Linked DNA regions of Mus musculus: regions 1, 2, 3 and 4 are each linked to region 5. Evidence: chromatin contacts called from public promoter capture Hi-C data. All regions are on one chromosome and are shown on one strand. The core of a region is the stretch at or near the end of the contact, and the rest is flanking DNA. Distances in the headings are between cores, read along the strand shown.

Region 1 (3,647 bases), core at 909-3,408, 1.9 Mb before region 5:
GAGAGGAGAGGAGAGGAGAGGAGAGGAGAGGAGAGGAGAGGAGAGGAGAGGAGAGGAGAGGAGAGGAGAGGAGAGGAGAGGAGAGGAGAGAGGAAGAGAGAGAGAGAGAGAGAGAGAGAGAGAGAGAGAGAGAGAGAGAGAGAGAGAGTTGAGTGTGGTGGGAAGCAAACCTACCTTCTAAAGGGTGAGGGGCAGAAATGATAGAGTTAGCCACAGTCCCAGCTGGGGTGGGGGACAGGACATAAAGGTGAGCCATGAGGTCAGGTGGACCAGCCCTCCTGACCCAACCTTAGTGACAGGGAATGGGGAGCCATGATATGAGGAGGAAGGTAAAAAGAGAGGCCTGGTAGACGTGCCTGAGGATCTGCCAGGCCCAGGCTTGTGCGAGCTGGGTTCCCAGGGCTGTCCAGCAGAGGGCCCGGGCACCAGCAACTGCCTGAGGCTGCCTGGGGTGTGGGTGCTGGCTGGAACCCATGCAAGGAGCTTGCCAGATGGGCTGTTCTCCAATAATAACAGGCCTGCCTGTGGCCATCTGCATAGACGGCCAGGTCCCAGTGGGCATGAGGAAAGGAACCAGCCTTCCCCAGTCTGGCTGGGACCCTTACCACTTCGTCTGTCCACTTCCAGCTCACTTTGCACACAAGGGCTCCCAGCCTGACCATGCCTAGTCGATCTCTCCCACAGCTGTGCCAGCTATGGTAACAGAGCCAGACTTGGGAAGGGAAAGAGGGGGTGAGGTGTGTGTGTGTGGGGGGGGGCAACGGAAGAAGGGAGGCAAAGGCAGGGAGAGACAGACCAGACAAACAGGGCAGGGATCTGGCGTTGTGGACAGACATGAGGCTACTCTTAAGCCATGGGATAGTGCCCAGAAAAATACCACCCAAGCCTGACTTCCTGCCCTCTGTTTGCTTAGTGCTAGTGGGGAGATGTGTCATCTCTGTGGGAGCAGGAAGGCTGTATACGCCCCCACCAGAGCAGCTTGAGAGAACCCACTGTCCTACAGAGTCAGCTACCTCCTAAGGGCTCAGTCGTCCTCTGGGGAGACTGAGTGCGTCTTTTCCCTACGATGTTAGCACTGGTAATTGTTAATTAGCTCCAATGGTTTCTCTGGAGCACAGGTTCCTTAGGGAGGTGGGGTGAGACAGGCAATCTGGATGGGATGTTCTTGCCTCAGGACCCTCCCCAACTTCTGGGATACATCAGTAGGGAGTGCTACTGTAGGGGGTCCCTCCTCCTTTGTACCCCAGCGGGGGGGGGGGGGGGAAGGAAGGAAGGGGAGGGGTATGAATGGTAAGAGGCTCAGCAAGGCTTCTAGCCCCGAGGGTTATCTTGGGATGGGACATGGGACAGTGAAATGCTGGCTAGGACAAAGATGTGCAGGATGTGAGGCCTTTCTTCCTGGCTCCCCTTTCTCCGGTCTCCAGCTGTGTTTCAGTTTTCTTAGAGGCCTCAGGGCTGTCCTCTTATGCCTTCATAAAGGAGCCTTCAAGGCAACATGGGGATGGGGGGGGGAGAGATGCTGTTTGTGTGGTGTGCGGCGAGTCTGAGGGCAGGAGAGAGAAAACAAAACACCTCCAGCGTCTGGGTTCCAGAACGCTCAAATCTGAGGTATCCCAGAAAGTCTTCTTGAAGGGAAAAGGAGGAGTGGAAAGGAAAAAGGATGTATTAGAAGGGTGTGTGTGTGTGTGTGTGTGTGAGGGGGTTGCTAGCAGTAAAACGGTGGAGTGTGAATAATGGCGTGGGCGGGGTTCGGAGAGGGATAACGGAACACCTGAGGTGGAGCGTGGCTTGTGGGGGCGTCTGGACCTGGGTGAGCAGAGGGCCTGTCTGTGCAAGAGTCCCGCCGTGGAATGTGTAGGAGTTAGGAGCGCAGGGCCAGCGCGGAAATTAGGGGTACGCAGTGGGGGGCCCGTGCCCCCCTCCCAGGCTCGCGTGTCCGGGTGACAGTTGGGAAGGGTCCAAAGACGTGCTCCGCCATCGAAGCCAGCAGCCCTGGCGGCCCTAGGCGTAGGGTCTCTGACTGGGAGCCGGTGAACTGTTGAGGGGGCGGCGAGGAGCCTGGGGGCGGGGCTGTCGCCGGGAGGAGGTGGCTCCCACGGGCCCGGGGCGGACCCAGCAGAGGGCGGGTTTGAAAGCGCTCGGGCGGGCGCGGGAAGCGCTGGCCAAGCGCGCAGATTTCGTCGCCGGAGGTGTCCTTCTCCAGCAGGTGCTCGTAGGGCTTGGGTGGGACATGTTGGGGACTCCGGGGTAGAGAGTGGAGTGTCCGGCTTGCCAGGAGGGAAAAGGAGGCCCGGTCTGCCAGCTCCGAGGCCGCGACAGGGACTTTGGGGTGCGGCCCCCACGCGGCGCGTGCAGAGCAGCGCCAGCACGTGGCGCGCATGGGCCTGGCTCTGGGTAGGGGGACTCTCCTTTTGTGGGGACCAGGGCGGAGCTGGGCCCAAGACAGCCTGGCTTCTGGGCCTGGAAGCGACTGTCGCTGTGTTGACTTCCGCAGAGGATCGGCGTGTGGGTAGTTCAATGCTACAGTCCTGTGTGAACTAGAGGGAGGGGTTGTGTTGCCTTCTGCCCCGAGGCAGGAGGATGGGGAATGCGGGAATACAAATGGACGTGAAGGGAGCTAGCTGGCCATTTACAGACTAAACTCCTGTTCCTGGCCTCCCTTTCCTGGGCGAGTCCTCATTTACTCTACGCGGAGAGTGAACGTGTGACAAGATAAAGGACTGACGCGCACACCCAGGCTTCCTTTGGATGAAGGCTCTCTCCACCCCTGCACCTTATACCCCATTCGGGTCCTCTTGCCAAGCCTGAGCCAACCCCCTCTTCTCCATTAACCCTCCTTCCGTCCTGTTCCTCTTGTCCTGCTTGTGTGACCTTTGCATACAATAATATATGCGTGGTGGAATGGTTGTGAGTTGTCATGACTCTGAAACTAATGTTATGTGAAAGAATGGCCTGAATCTCCCACTTGTTTTAACCCTTTAATTGGAGCACTGTTGCCTTCCTGGAAGCCTACACGAATAGCTGAGGAGCCTTGTTAATTTTGCCTTCCCCACTTGAGAAGGAATCTAGAATGATCGGTACATTGAGTATTGATGCTGTCACCCCCATTCACCAGCTCTGCGGGCTTTCTCAAGTGATGGAGCCTCTTTAAACCTCAATCGCCCTAACTGTTTAGTAGAAACGGGGCAGCTGGAAGAGGGGCATCCTCAGATTTCAAGAGAAGATTCCGATGTAGCAGAAACTAGGCTGAGAAACTGAGCTATGTGAGAGGACCCTTAGGACGCAGGAAGGCCTCAGATGGGCGATAGCTTTCAGGGCCTCTCCATCTCGGCAGGTCAAGGCATGGCTGAAATGATACCAGAGGCCCTGAACTGCTATCAGATCTCTACTGGGACAAAAGTAAAGAAAGCCCCTAAGCAGCAAATGGAATGTTTGGATGTGGGTGGAACCCGAGAGGTGGGAATTTCTGCAAGGGGAGAAGTGATGTGTGTGTGTGTGTGTGTGTGTGTGTGTGTGTGTGTGTGTGTGTATATGTATGTGTATACTTGTCCAAGCCTAAGCCAGTTTTATGATGGAAGAGTTAGCCTCCCTCTGGCTTGTGGCTGTATTCACTTTTGCTGGTGCATGGGAGAGGTGTGGGGTGCTCG
Region 2 (3,430 bases), core at 542-3,041, 1.7 Mb before region 5:
CAGGACTTGAAAGTGTGCAGACATGGCCTTGAACTTGGGGTGCTGTGCTCAGGTTGGGAAACTAAGGCACGGATACTCAGAACCATAACATTGGCCCATATACTTGCTGTTGATCCATTTCAAAACAAAGTCCCACAGCAATGGCACAAAGTCACTCCCATACTTCCCTTCCAGACTTGTATGTCATGCTGGTGTGTGTGTATATATGTGTGTGTGTGTGCGCTCATTTTTATGGATCTTTGTGCCATTTAAGTTTCATGGATCATACGTGTAAATAGTCTGTAACAGGAAGTGAGCAGAGAAGGCCAGGGATCTTAAACTGTCCTCAGGGAGGGCCAGACTTCAGTCATCTCCGAGCACATCTGTGGTGGGACAGGGTGTGTGTGCCTTTGGCTAACCCAGCTCTCTTCATTCCTCCCTTGCAGTGACAGTTGCTTTGTTTTGTGGCAATACCATCTTCAGTCTCATCCTTGAGAGCAAAAGGATGGTGTTTTCTTGACTTCTCTGCCACCAAAGTCTAGAACATTCCATCAGCGCAGACAGGCAGCTGCCCAGTGTTATGGCTATGAATGGTGGCATTGAATGAATGCCAAGTGTCATGGTCACACTCTGTTTTAGGAGTGAACTTGAGGGTGCTATTCATCCCTTTGACTGTGTCAGCCGAACGCCATCCCTCGCCGCACTGTGGAAATGTGACTATTCGTTATGAGATGCTCACACTGACAGAAACATACAAGGAATACTTATTCATATTATACATACATCAGTGGACGCTCGCCATTTAGTATAAGCAAACAGCATCTGCTAATTTTGATGTGGCTCTAAGGGCCCAGTTTTCCTCTTTCCCTCTGTGACAGTTGCAGTAATGACACCGTCCTGTGACACGGAAGCATCATGTCAAACACATCCCAGAGATGCGTTATACAGGAGATAAACCTCAACCTCTTAGAGTTGAATCGTTACCAGTCTCTCAACATTAACCAAGGCCACCTAGGTTCGAGCTCATACAGAGAGCATTCCCAGATAAAGACAGGGAAGTCGTGGTCCTTAATAGGCATCCTGTCACAAAGACCAGGGAGACCATATATGATATATATGATGGAAGTGTGATGCTCTGAGATTCATTTTATAGGTCATTGAACTGAGAACCGGAACAGTGTGTGGTCTTATCTCTAGGGATCTAGGTTGGGCATCAAGGGCTGGGACCCAGGCTCAGTTTCATCTCTGCTGTTATTTAGCCATGGGACCCTTCGGCGATCACTTCTCGCTTTCCCAATTTTCTTGCCCCCACCCGGCAATGAAAGAGTGAGAGTAGAATATTTGGAAACTCCCTCTCCTCCTTTAAGTCCGAGTTTCTGATACTTCCCACCGCCAAGATCTCACCTGGCTCCCTGATGTCCCTGGAGACTTTGCCTGTAAGCTGCGCTCTGAGCGGAGCCCTGTGGAAATCTCTAGCTCAGCCTGCATCCCCCTTGCTAGCTGGCCTGCAGTGCCAGGGAGAACTCTCCAGGCAGGCGTGCTTCTGTGGGTCTGCCCGGCGCTCTTATTGCCACAGTTTCCATTCATTTCCTTTGACCTGCCTGTGGGAGAAGCTTATGATCACTGATAATTCTAGTTAATCCCTTAACTAGGAAAAGGAAACTAGCCATCTAATAGGCAAAATGAGGGAAGGACTTGGCACACCATCTGCAAAATATAAACCTAAAATATTCCAGAGTGTTCTCTGGGAGGCCGCAGCCATTAACGCCCCGGAGAGTCAGCTACTGCATGGCCTGGCTCCTGGCGGTGGGAAGAGTTCTGAGCCCAGCTGGGAGCGGGCACTTTCCCTCTCTGCGTGCTTGTGGTGGACTCCGTTAACTCGCTAAGGCAGAACATCTCCAAGCCCGTAAAAAGCTTTCTGACATGTCCCCGAGCAGCTGGCCTCCCCCATTTCAGAAGATGTCATGGTTTATTAATTCTTTGCAGAAGCAATAAGAACTGGGTATTGGCTTAATTTGGGGCCAATTTACTGTTATGGTAGGAAAAATTGGCTCTGTCTCCTTTTATTCAACACAAGGGTCTATATTTTCTGCTTTAACCCCTCCCGTGCTGGGCTTCTCCCTACTCTGCTTTTCCATGGATAACTTTGGGCCTCAGTTTCTTCAACATAAAGCGGAGATAATTGTAGTAACGATTTCCCAGGATTGTGCTGGATAGATATTAAGTTATTGAGTTATTTTAGTGTCTTTCTCTACCAAATGCTCCACATGGTGACACTTAAAAAAAAAAAAAACACCAAACCCGGGAAATATCACATCCAGATGTCCTGGCCTCTTTATGGATAACTGGTACCATGGCAACCCTATGTTCATGTTCTCATTAAGAAGAGCTATCTGGAGTTGAGTAGCGAAAGCATGCTTGAAAAAGGACATCTGTACCTGCTCAGGTCTCTGGGCCTTTCCGTTCTACAGAGGTGGGGGTGTTTCTGCCCGGTCCTGTGGCCTGGAGTCTGAGATCTGGGGTTTCCTGTTTCTTTGATAGGCTGTGCATAGCCACGGAGCCGAACTCTCCTAAAGCTGCTTCGGTGGGTAAGGGCTCTTGCTTCTAAAGCACAAAGGGGCTGAGTGTGAACCCCCAGCATCTGTGTAAAAAAGGTGGGTGTGGTTACACTCAAGCCTATAACTGCAGCAATGGGCAGGGGATTGGAGACTCAGGGATATTGAGCCTTGCTGCCTGGCAACCTAGCTCCATGTTCTTGGAGGGATCCCATCTCAAGGGAATGAGGCAAATAGATGATTTTAGAAAGACACTCAACATCCTCTTCTGACCCAACTGTATGCACACACAAATGAACATCAAGCCTACGGACATAAACAAAAGAGAAAATCTGGCTTAGCTTAGCCTTGGGATGTAGCTATTATCCTACACATGCGGGAAGCGGAAATGGGGGATTATGGGATCAGGGCTAGCTTGGGCTACAAAGAGGAGTCTTCTGTCTTAAAACAAACAAACAAACAAACAAACAAACAAAACAGCCCTGAACTGTCCTACAGAGTCCTGGTTTTACCTGCACTGGTAGTAGCAGGAAGCAGTGGTTTTTTGGGAAGGAAAATTCAAACCAAACAAATGGAACCTCCCTCTGAAGACTGACCTATGTGGACCAAGATGAGATTGTGATTTGTAGACAAAGAAAGCATAATTCATTGATAACATTCTCTCCAGATTACTGCACCAATAGAACGCTTGAATACCAACGGGATAGGTGCTTCCTGTACACCCCAGGTAAGCCTTGCAATACCACTGTGGCAGGCCATTGGTGTTCCTGCTTTACAGAGAATAGGCTCAGAAAGGCTGAGCAACTTGTACAAGGAATTATTGAAGACAAGATGATTCAGCCTGCTCCTGGCAACTGGACTGGGCGAAGGGCTTGTAGGAAGGAAACTGAGGCTCT
Region 3 (3,397 bases), core at 330-2,829, 1.1 Mb before region 5:
AAACTCTAGTTAGCACTGTTGTCTTTCCAACTAAATCTGCCATTAGCTTTAGAACCAGAGTTCAGAGCATTTTGCTTTAGTTTGCCAAGCTGTAAATAAATACTAGCAGATCTACAATTTGAATGAAAGGCATTATAGAGATTCTAATTACGAGTCCTTTTAAAAGCATAAATAGTTCAAAAGCTGGCCTGACTTAAAACTCAACCAAATAAAAAACTGCAACTGGCTCTCAATCTCTCAACTTTTTCAGACCTGTGGGATCCCATGCAATAAGCACCATGCCTGTGTGTCTACTTACTTACATTGTAATTAATTTGCTAACCAATTAAAAAATCAAGCTCATCAGAGCCACCTGCACCCGGTGGTTACCATATTGGTAGCCCATAGAGTATAGCATTTCCAGCTTGGCATAAAGTCCCCTTGGGCAGTGCAGCCGGAAAAGGGTGGGAAGCTTGCAATAGTATGGTTAAAGTAAGGTCTGGTTGTGCAAAACATTATCTTAGTAGTCATATTCCGCCTCGCTGGAACACGCAGAAATTCTACCAGTTGTTTCTTTCTTTAAGTAAATCTTTTAACAGTGAACTAACTCAAAAATACTGAGAACTCAGGTTTTATCCCAGATAAATATGTACTGGTTTCTTCCTGAGTCTACTAATTCCAAGGACATAAAGCTAATTTTAATCCGGGTGTTCAGTAACAACACTGCTACTGGGATCCTGTCTGACCGTCAAATATATTCCACTATCCCTATAACTCTTATCACTTGTCACATCAACTAGCCTGACTTCCAATATAGAAGGCAAGATGACAGACAATTTCCTTGGAGCTCAAACGTAATTAATCACAGCTGGCGTGATACAAGCTTTTAGCACACAGATCTTCTCCCATAAACCTGAGTTTTGAGCTAGGCTGCGATGATCCCCATCTATACCCCCCGACACCACCGGCTAAATGATTTATTTCCCCAGGGGTCCCAGAGGCGAGCTCTGACAGCAACATCTCTGTGTCCTCTGTCCCTCAGCCTGCATGCACACTGCACTTCCTTCCACTACCACTTCCTAGCTTCCTAGCTTGCCTTCTTGGAGGACTTCCCACCCATTTGGGTGACAAGCCTAAACGGTGCCTCTCCGCCCGGCCCCGAGGGCTCCCCTGCCTCACGCCCACCGACAACGGGGAGGAGCCACGGGGCACCCCACGCTCGGCGGCCTGCATCCGGCTGGGCCCGCAGCCCCGGGCCAGGCATTTGGCTGCCACGACGTCCCTCAAGTTCCCATGACCTCGCCCCACTCCCCGCCGCCCCCACGCGCCCCCACAACCTCTGCTTAAGACACGTGGAGGCACGGCTGCGCGTCCCGCGTGGAGAATGAGAGGGGACAGAGATGGCGCGGTGTCTGCGGCGGCGGCGGCCCCGGGACACGACGGGCAGGGGGGCGGGGAGTGGGGGGAACCAGAGATTGTAGAAAGGGAAAAGGTGACTGAGCTAGGCTGGAGGGGGTGGGGGTAAGATGGCGAGAGCGCCACTATGAGGGGCGGGGCGGGGGTAGCGGAGCCTGGGGTGACTAGAGGGACGGGCCAAGCCGTGCGGCGAGAGCGCATGCGCACCCGGCTGGCCAGCGCGCGCGGTCGCGGGCCTGCTTCTTCTACTTCCGCCACACTCCGGGGGCGGGGCTTCGCGCTCCCGCCTCGGCGTACGGAGCGGCCCGCAGCCACGCGGCGGAGCCTCAGAGCGGGAGTTGTGATGAGTCGAGTGAGCGATCTGGCAGAGGAGCTGGATTTGGCCTGTGGTGACTCTGCAGACCGTAGGAGTGAGCCCGAGGAGCTAGGATTATTGAGAGTCGGTGATCTGCACTGGGAGAAGGTCTATGCAAGCTTCTCTTCAGGGGTTGGTCAGGTGACCAGAATTGTTTCCAATGACAAAGGGGCGCAGAGTTAGGAAAGACTCTCTCCTCAGAGAAGCACTGTGTGAGGACTCAGTCCGTTCTAGGACCTGGGAACACCCACCTACCCACCCCTACCGGCCCTTGCGCAAAATCGAAAGCCTGTGAAAACTCATCTGCAAAGTTACCCCACCCCACCCCCGTTCCTTTCTACAAAGTTCCATTACTTTAAAAAGCATGCTTTAGTTAATAACTTTCACTATTGGGGAAGCTTTATAAACAAGCAGTGGTGATTTTTCCTTGCACCACTTATATTGAATTGTATGTATGACCTGTCTTCCCGTGTTTGATGGTTGCAGGTGTAGTACCTTAATGAACTGGAGACAATTGTGTGTGATGTTTTCACTCGGCTGTTTAGAAAAGAAAATATCCACTATCCTACCATTTCAAATATTATTTTTATTATATTATTTTTACTATTATTATTTATATTAGTCACTTTTTTCGCTAGGGTTTTACTGCTGTGAATAGATACCATGACCAAAGCAACTCTTAAAAGAACATTTAATTGTGGCTAGCTTACAGGTTCGGAGGTTCAGTCCATTATCAAGACAGGAGCATGGCAGCATCCAGGCAGGAATGGTGCAGGAGGAGCTGAGAGTTATACATCTTCATCTGAAGGATGGTAGTAGAAAACTGGCTTCCATGCAGCAAGGATGAGGGTCTTAAAGCCCACACCTACAATGACACACCTACTCCAACAGGGCCATACCTTCTAATAGTGCCATTCCCTGCGCCGAGCATATACAAACCATCACATTCACCTTTACCAGGTCTTTTCAAGCACTACTTACTTCATTAATGTCTTGCCTATGAATGTATGAGTTCTGAAATAATCCTATTTGCTGAGTGTCTTTAAAACAGCCATTCATCTGATCATCTCCTCTCTGGATTGCAATTGTCTTGTGCTTAGTCCTCTGTAACTGCCAGACACTTCAATATTTGCCAAATACACTTCCAAGAGTAGATTTAGGATGTGGAGGGTCAACATGAAGTGTAAGATCCAGGCTCACTCTGCCCAAAGCTGAGTGCGAGCTATATGGGAAAGTAGCCAAAAATTGTCATTATTTCCTTAAAAATTAAGACTAGATTATATACAAAAGGTGAAAAGACTTTTTTAGTACATTGCCAAGAAATAGGAGATTGGGCTGGGCGTGTAATCCCAGCATTGGAGAAGTCAAGGTCAGCCTTGATTTTTAAGACTGAGCTGTCTTATAATAAAAATAAATAAACAAACAAACAAACAAACTGCTGTAAAAACAGAAGACAGATTATCCAAAGAAAAAAATTCCATGCAGATCATTTTAATTAAAATTCTGCTCAACTAATATCATCGCACAGGCATTTCACCTCCAGATAAAGACCAGATTTGACTCAAAAACAAATTATAATGGTCAGGTCCAAAAAAAACTTGGGACAAATGGCTATCTGGTTCCTATTAGCTTAAAGCATGTGCTGGC
Region 4 (3,551 bases), core at 224-2,723, 1.8 Mb before region 5:
TACCTTTTTTAAAGTTAGCATAAAGATGACAGAATGTTGAGTGGAAGAAGTCACTGTCATGATCCTTTGGAATAGCCTATGTGAAAGAGGACTGGTTCAACTGTGGATTTATTAGGCCTCTCGATTACAAATAATGGAAAGCTAACTTCAATGACTAAATCCAAAAGGGGGATATGGAAGTAGTTACGACTTGGGAATGTTCTAGATCCAGGGACCATGTAGTTCAAAATACAATTGTTAGGTGCCACACAATTGGTAGGTTAGAGGCTTATCAGCTAGCAGAAACACTGACCTCTTTTGGATCCTAGCGTTAAGATCCCCAGAGAGGAGTGTTCAGATTTGCTTTGATCTGGTCAACCAAATGGTGTGTGACCTGGGTGTGTGGGATAAAAACCATACAACTAAGTGATGTTGGCAGGAGGTAATGGTTACACATCTTTACAAGAGAGCATTGCAAAGAGTACCAGAGGCAGAAAATGGCTTGTTAACCTGTCATCCTGTCAGATGACAGGAGTGAAATGAGATTGTAGGTCACTAAACCCAAGTGTTCTTCATAACACTACACTACCTCCCTCTCAACTGAAAGCAGTGATATTTTGATACAATTTCCTATTTCAAGGAAAAAAATCGTAACAAAAATCGAATCGGAAAATCCGTCATGTCTTCTAGAAGGGGCAAACGGAAGCATGAACAGTGACAACAAACCAGAGCCGCTATGCACGGAATAAAATCTTTCCCTAGGGACCTGGGGTGACACCAAGTAATTAATTGCTCTGGAATAGTGGAGAAATCTGCGTGGGAAAAGAGAGAGGAGATGGCAGAGAGTCTGACAATTTCCACTTCACCGAGACTTTGTGGACTCGCAGCCGCCCTCTGATTTGATGAACAAGTTGTTTGTTCCACTCTTCAGAGGACGACCCCGGATTCCAGGGGCGAGACTCCCGCAACTCACCGAGTTTGTTCCACAGACACCCAACAGCGAGGGATGAGGGAAAGCGGCTGACGTGACGCTTCCCAAGGGTCCCTAGGGCGTCGCCTCGAACCCCTTGTGGCTCTTCCAGGAAGGAGAGCGAACACTTTGGGGCGAGCAGTCGCTCAGTCCCTCAGGTTAGAGTTAGGATCTTGAGTCCGTCCGGCATCCTCGGCGCTTGGCGCTGCGAGTTGGAGCTCCTAGAAAGAGAACGGACTCGTTTGCATCTCCCCGAGGACTCAGCGAAGTCCTCGTCGGTCGCCGGGATGCCCAGCGCAGCGCTCCGTTAAACAAACAGACAAACAAACAAGCAAACAAACAAACAAACAGCGCTCCCTGGGGACCAAGCGTGCTGAGGAACGCCACACCCCTCACATTTATTCCCCACCCCCGGCACTGCCCTCCGCGTGACGTCAGGACCAATCCCTTCACTGCGTTCCCGGTCAAGTTCCAACTCTGGCATCTCGCGAGAGTTTTGTTTTCCTTCACCCTAGTCTCGGACCTGCGCGCGACACGTCGGGCGCCTTGGCACCTGCGGTTTGATTAGTCTCCATCAGTCTTAAGGTTGCAGCCTGGCCGCCCGCGTCTTTTGCCTTCGGCCGCTAAGATCTCGCGAGATTTCCCGGGGCTGCCCACGCCGCGCCTGCGCAGAGCTCTTCAAAGCAGAAGGTCGCTCTTGGGAGGAAGTGGCCTTTTGCGTCCCGTGCCCGGAGCGCCGTTACTACTTTCTCGAAGCTCTCCTCGGCTCCCTTGCCGGGACACTCTGCCGCTAAGATGCCCCGGATTATGATCAAAGGGGGAGTGTGGAGGAACACGGAGGTGAGGCAGCTTTTCCCGCCGTCCGCAGCCCTCCGCCGGCTCTGGTAGCGTGTGCGCACGCGCGGGGAAGCTCCGGGAGCCGTGGCTGTCCCGCGGGGGTCTGCGGTGCGGGGCGGCGACTGCGCGGACCCCGGGGACCCTCGCGGTGCATGGGTGCGGGCTCGGGTCACCTGGCTCACCCCGGGGGCGAGGTCGCGACTTGTCGCCCGGCGCTCCTCGCTTGGCATTTGCTAGGCCCTTGATCACTTATTTGATCAGTTAGGGACGCGCCCCCTCGGTGTCTTCTGCAGCCCGGTGGCCGCCGACCGGACCTCCCCCGGAGCCTGGTGTTTCTCCAGCTCCTTTCGATCTCAGCTCGTGCACAGCGCTTCGCTCTGTTAGAAGCCGTTGTGGCTGCAACTTTGTTTTTTCCGTGACTTCTTTACAGCCGGACAGGCTGCCCGTTTACGTCTGCACCTCTCTGCTTATCTTAGGACCTGGGTCCTTTCTCTTACCTTTCCAGTCACGCCACCCTTGCCGGGATAGAAGCCAGTTAGGACAAACTTACCTACGGTGGTGTTTGCGTCCAGAAATGTTGTAGATTATGTCACGGTGAGCGGAACAGCAGAAGGAAGGAAGTAAAATAGAAATTAAGTTAACGTGCATTTAATCGAGTGCGCCGAATGTATGAGCACCTTTCCGTCTGTCTTGTGCGTTCTTGAGATAGCTCCTTATTGCTTTGGCATCTTTCTGAACATGCTCCAAACTTAGCTGAGAACACTTCTTAGAGTCCTCCTGGCCCATTCGTTGGTCGTCCCGTTGAGAGTTAGTTGTTTAGTGGTTTGGTGGCACCTATTTTTCATTTACTACAGCTTTGTTTTCACAAGCACTTTTGTGTGGCTCCGGCTGAGTTACTTCTGAGAGCCTCAGATTACTCATTTTTATAAGACAAATAAATAATTGTATTTAAGCTCTTGAAACGAGTTGCCAGTTTGGAACATTGTGAACGCAGCTGGGTACATTAGTAGGCTTTCAGTAAAAAAAATGAGTTGCTGTTGTCTTCATCAGACAGCAGTATAGTAGGACCAGGCTTTGGCATTCTAGTATGAAGCAGGTTTCTTGGTGATGTTTGGGAATGAATCTTGTAGGATAGGTACCTGTTGTATGTATTTGGTTGAAGATGCGTTGAAGTTTTGAAAAACTTTACCAAAGTTACAAATGGAGGCACTGAAAAGGGACTTGCATGCACTAAGACAATTTAAACTAGAAGAGTTGGCTTCTGAGGAAGAAGCAGAGTCACAAAATCAAGTAACATCAGGATTCCTCTATAATGGCCAAAACCCAGCAGAGTGTGTGTGTGTGTCTGTGTGTCGATGTCTGTCTGTCTGAGATAGGGTCTTATGTAGCTTAGATTGACTTTGAACTTGCTATGTAGATGAGAGTGACCCTTAACATCTGATCCTCCTGCTTCTACCTCTCCTGTTCTGGCATAAGAGGTGTGTACTGTCATGTGTAAAGTCTTATGGGAATCTAATCCAGGACTTAAAGTATGCTAGGTGGGTATGCTACCAGTTAGCAGTGGGAGAGAAGATGGAGTGGAGGGTTTTATGTAGAAGACAGGCAATTCAAGTTCATTGTAGAAAAAGCCTAAAAGTAAAGTGCTCAAGTGCATTCATCTATGACTCTTAGGTCTGTGAGCTCGCGTGGCAGGATGTCTGGGGATTGGGCTATACTTTGGGTACTCTGGTGAAATGGTTTTTAGAGATTGGAGTAGGTAGACAGG
Region 5 (3,763 bases), core at 737-3,236:
GTTTTCATCATGACCCTATTCTTAGTCGAGTTATTTTTGTGCATCAGTGACTGACAGGCATATTACAGCACCCATATAAAGTAGCTGGCAGGCGTGGAACAAGATGGCTACAGCTATGCACGCCTCAACACAGATAAGTTTTAAATGTTCAACTGCATGCACATAAGAATATCCATTGAGGGAATGGTTGAAACAACGAAAAGCAGTTAGCAGCAACCCATATCACCCAACTACTGGAATTTAAATAAAATATCTTATCCTTATTTGATGAAATACAGCCATCAAAGACTAGAATATGGCTCAGTGGACAAAGTGCTTGCTGTGCCAACATGAGGATCAGAGTTCAAATCCCCAGACCCCAGGCAAAACCCAGACATAAAAGCTCGCATCCCTAATTCTCCAGAAGCCAGGGAGACAGAGACAGGCAGTTCCCAGAGGCTTGTTAAACAGCCAGTCTTAGCTGACTGGATGAGCTCCAGATGCAGTTTGAGGACCTGTCCCAACAAAATGTAGTGGAAAAACAAACTAGGAAGACACCCTGGTGCAAACCTTTGAACTCCATGTAGTCCTTCATGCATGGATTAGAACACCAACACATGAGTGTACACACACAGAAGTGGGGGAGGGCTAGAAGAAATACTAAATGATAAGAAAATATTATTCATATATTGTGTTTACATGGAATATGGGCATGTGTGTATCACAGCGCCCATGTGGGGGTCTGAGAACAATCTGAGAGAGCTGATTCTCTCCTTCCACCATGTGGGTTCTAAGGTTCAGTCTCAAGATGCCAGGCTTGGCAGCAGACACCTTTACCCACCGAGCCCTCTTGCTGGCCCTCCACCTCAGTTTTTGAGACAAAGCCTCTCTCACTGAACCTGGAGGGGTTGAGGTATGGACTCAGGTTTTTGTGGTTGCTGCAGAAAGCACTTCATCCACCATGCTGGCTTCCCAACCAAAACCACAGTAAGATCTTGGCCGCCAAAATATGAATAGAAATTAAAAGGCCAGCCAGTAAAAGTGCCTTCTCTAAACTGTTCAACATTCAGTAGCTGCTTTATGGGAAAAAAAAAAAAAAAAAAAACCCTTACAGTGGAATCCATTACTTATTTCCTCAGGGCAGGGAATAAGGGAGGGAGGAACTCACCAATAAAATAGTATCTGGTGGTAGGGATGGGGAGAGAAAGAAAGAATATTGGGGAGCTTTTAATCTGTAAAGATCAATTTAGCAAATCAAGTTTTATAAAATCGTAGAGTTACCTCTACTTGTGATACAAATTTATTACTCGTTTTCACAAACTGAAATCATGGAAACTCTTCTGTCGCCGCCCCCAAACTACAAGCTTACATCTGCAATGTTAATAAACACCCACTTAGAATTAACTGCAGGGAATTACTAACAGTCAAAAGACCTGACTATTTCCAACAAGGTATGTAGAGAAACAGAGTAGACGAATTGCCGGAAGTATGTGTATGCCCAATGTTCCAACACTGAGTTTAATAAAAGAAAAATTAGAAAAGGAAATACTACCTCCCTCCAAACTCCCTGTCACTGCTACATACCTTGATTCTTGCTTTTTCTATAAATTCAAGAGGGGCTTTCCCAAACTCAAGTCCAGCTCCAATCCAGGGAATCCAGCCTTGGATGCACGGGGGTCCAAGCAAATTCTTCAACCGAGAGAATAAGAAAAGAACACAGCTTCCCAGAACGGCGATTGCTATTGGTGAGAATAACTCCATAATGCCCATCTTCCAGAATCAACAGACGTTTGAAAACGTCCTTCTCCAGGGGAATCTCCTAGTCCCCCGCCGACTGAGGAAAATGCGCCCAGTTTTGCAAACTCTGAGCCGAGAAACTTTTTAAACAAATTCTCTTGCGTAACTGTGGTTCCTTTGCCCCGCCCCAGTTTTTGTGTGATTTTTGCATTGTGGCTATCTTCCACCTTCCCACGGCTTTCAAATTATGAGAAAAAAAAAAAAAAAAAAAAAAAAAAAAAAAGCTTTGATTTGAACTGGGCTGGGCTGGGCTGGGACGGAGGAGGCGGGAACACATCCTGAGGCGGCGGAGCTCGAGTAAACTAGCTGTTTGCAGCGGGCGCCTAGCTACCAGCCAATCAGAGAAGTCGCTGAGCCCCCAAGAACTACATTTCCCAGAAGCCTCTTGGGTGCGGCTTTGTTTTTCAGCACCTGAGGCCGCCGGACCGGTCCAGCTACCAGGCGGGCGGCGCCTTTGCAGAGCGTAATAAAGGCACATGGTCCTGACCTGACCTCTCTCGGGCTGAAAAGGGGCGGCGCCGGCAGGGTGGCAGGTTCCCAGGCGACCAGCGGTGCCCAGTGGTCCTGACTTGCTGCTGAATGCCTATCGCCGAGGAGGAGAAGCTGCTGCCGCTCACGCAGAGATGGCCCCGGACGAGCAAGTTCCTACTGTCCGGCTGCGCCGCAACCGTGGCCGAGCTAGGTACCGGCCGCCCCCGCCTCGGCCTCCCCAGCGAGTGGCTGCGGCATCGTGCTGGGGGAGGGATGGGCGGGCAGCCTCACTCCTGGCTGGAGTGCATCTTCAGAGGTTGGACCCTCGCAAGGATGTGGTCAGGTGCCCAGTAGGCCAGCTTCGGGAGGAGCGTGGATTGGAGGTGTCCAGGGTCCTTGTCTTCCCATCCCCAGGGATGTTGTCTTATGCCTGAGTGAGTACTCTTGGGCTCTTCATGAGCCCTATACCTCTCTAGGAAACATTTCCCCTTTCGTAAGGATGACCTTTATAGAACCATAATCCATTTGTTCACAGTTTTTTGGTTTGGTTTTGGTTTGTTTTTTTCTTTTTCATCCTCCCTGGGATCGTTTTTTGTGGTTTATAGTCTTATGCTGCCTCGGGAGTCTTTAAGATTTGAGTTGGGGGAAGGGGGACAGTGAGTCCTACCTTGAGGGACTCCAATTGTTAACCATCCCTCTGGAACATTTGCTTAATGCCAGTCAGCCACATCACTTCTCTGAGCCTATACCCGTTAAGGGGAATTCTGAGAAGTAATTTTTATATGTGGTAAATGCAAGGTAGGGGCAGCATTATTCCAGTTGATGCAGTAGTGGGTCCTGGATATACAATTGCAAAAAACCCCAGTGTGGCCTTCTTCCAGGCTCAGTGGGGTGGCGGGTGGGGGGTGGCACATGCAGAGAAAGACATTTATTTACAGCTGCTGCCTGTTGCAGAGAAGCTATTTCTGTGTGTTCCAAGAACATTATAGGAACAAAACAAAACAAGACAGATCCATCTGCCTAAGTGAGTTCAAAGAAACAAACAACAACAACAAATAAATAAATAAGTAAATAAACAGACCACCTAAAGTGGATTACGGCACTATGGCATGAGCAAAGGGTGGGGGTGTTGTTGTGGTTGTTGTTGTTTTTCAGGAAGGGGGCAGGGAGGTTTTGAGTACAACCTGTGGTCTCTGTGAAGCTATTTGAGATTACCCTTACATTTTTTTGTCCATTAAAAAAAGAAAGAAAGAAAAAGGAAAATGTCTCTGGTGCATTAGTTATTTGAAAATGTTATCCAACCGTCTCTAGCGGAGCTTTATTTATTTTTATGCCTAGCATAGCCAGCACACTACCTATTGCTTTGCCCTTTAGACTCTTCCTTTCTTGCCTTTGGCCCATCTATTTGTCTTCTTTCTAATCAAAGCTAACACAATTTTATTTTCCTTAATCATTGATTTTCCTAAATAAAATTCACCAGCTTCTAAAGACATCTAAAACGAGTCAGCCGAGTGAT

The links. Promoter capture Hi-C pulls out the DNA fragments that hold promoters and counts their contacts.
Region 1: a promoter capture Hi-C map of pre-B cells shows a contact between it and region 5, with 2.5 times the contacts expected there. The contact joins the promoter of Slc29a1 here to the promoter of Cyp39a1 in region 5. A contact is called at or near these places in 2 of 39 promoter capture datasets (cranial neural crest and pre-B cells).
Region 2: a promoter capture Hi-C map of hippocampal neurons shows a contact between it and region 5, with 5 times the contacts expected there. The contact joins the enhancer-like site here to the promoter of Cyp39a1 in region 5. A contact is called at or near these places in 6 of 39 promoter capture datasets (HPC-7-derived erythroid cells, cranial neural crest, embryonic stem cells and 3 more).
Region 3: a contact with region 5 is called in a promoter capture Hi-C map of pre-B cells, with 2.3 times the contacts expected there. The contact joins the promoter of Supt3 here to the promoter of Cyp39a1 in region 5. A contact is called at or near these places in 5 of 39 promoter capture datasets (hippocampal neurons, liver, neutrophils and 1 more), 1 of 115 datasets of contacts at active chromatin or transcription factors (pancreatic cancer cells) and 1 of 9 other capture datasets (liver).
Region 4: a contact with region 5 is called in a promoter capture Hi-C map of pre-B cells, with 6 times the contacts expected there. The contact joins the promoter of Cdc5l here to the promoter of Cyp39a1 in region 5. A contact is called at or near these places in 10 of 39 promoter capture datasets (the 3T3-L1 cell line, 3T3-L1-derived adipocytes, the C10 cell line and 6 more), 1 of 115 datasets of contacts at active chromatin or transcription factors (astrocytes) and 1 of 9 other capture datasets (adipose tissue).

What each region holds. Positions count from the first base shown.
Region 1 is chr17:45,594,041-45,597,687 of GRCm38.p6, reverse strand. Slc29a1 (solute carrier family 29 (nucleoside transporters), member 1) reads left to right here and starts at 2,158. Exons shown (of 14, transcript NM_001357771.2): 1 at 2,158-2,206.
Region 2 is chr17:45,325,347-45,328,776 of GRCm38.p6, reverse strand. No RefSeq gene overlaps it. Among named protein-coding and RNA genes, the nearest start is that of Gm35204, 29 kb to the right of the region's middle. Within about 2 kb of position 1,791, at least 21 of the 459 cell types and tissues checked have an H3K27ac peak or open chromatin away from gene starts, as enhancers often do. A contact at or near this core is called in hippocampal neurons, where this site is marked.
Region 3 is chr17:44,775,348-44,778,744 of GRCm38.p6, reverse strand. Supt3 (SPT3, SAGA and STAGA complex component) reads right to left here and starts at 1,579. Exons shown (of 12, transcript NM_178652.3): 1 at 1,317-1,579. It also overlaps a transcript of Runx2 not described here.
Region 4 is chr17:45,431,629-45,435,179 of GRCm38.p6, reverse strand. Cdc5l (cell division cycle 5-like (S. pombe)) reads left to right here and starts at 1,473. Exons shown (of 16, transcript NM_152810.2): 1 at 1,473-1,789. The coding sequence starts at 1,745. It overlaps B230354K17Rik (RIKEN cDNA B230354K17 gene), which reads right to left and starts at 1,349. Exons shown (of 3, transcript NR_130961.1): 1 at 953-1,349.
Region 5 is chr17:43,665,595-43,669,357 of GRCm38.p6, reverse strand. It overlaps Cyp39a1 (cytochrome P450, family 39, subfamily a, polypeptide 1), which reads right to left and starts at 1,986. Exons shown (of 12, transcript NM_018887.4): 1 at 1,564-1,986. The coding sequence starts at 1,749. Slc25a27 (solute carrier family 25, member 27) reads left to right here and starts at 2,144. Exons shown (of 9, transcript NM_001357122.1): 1 at 2,144-2,458. The coding sequence starts at 2,356.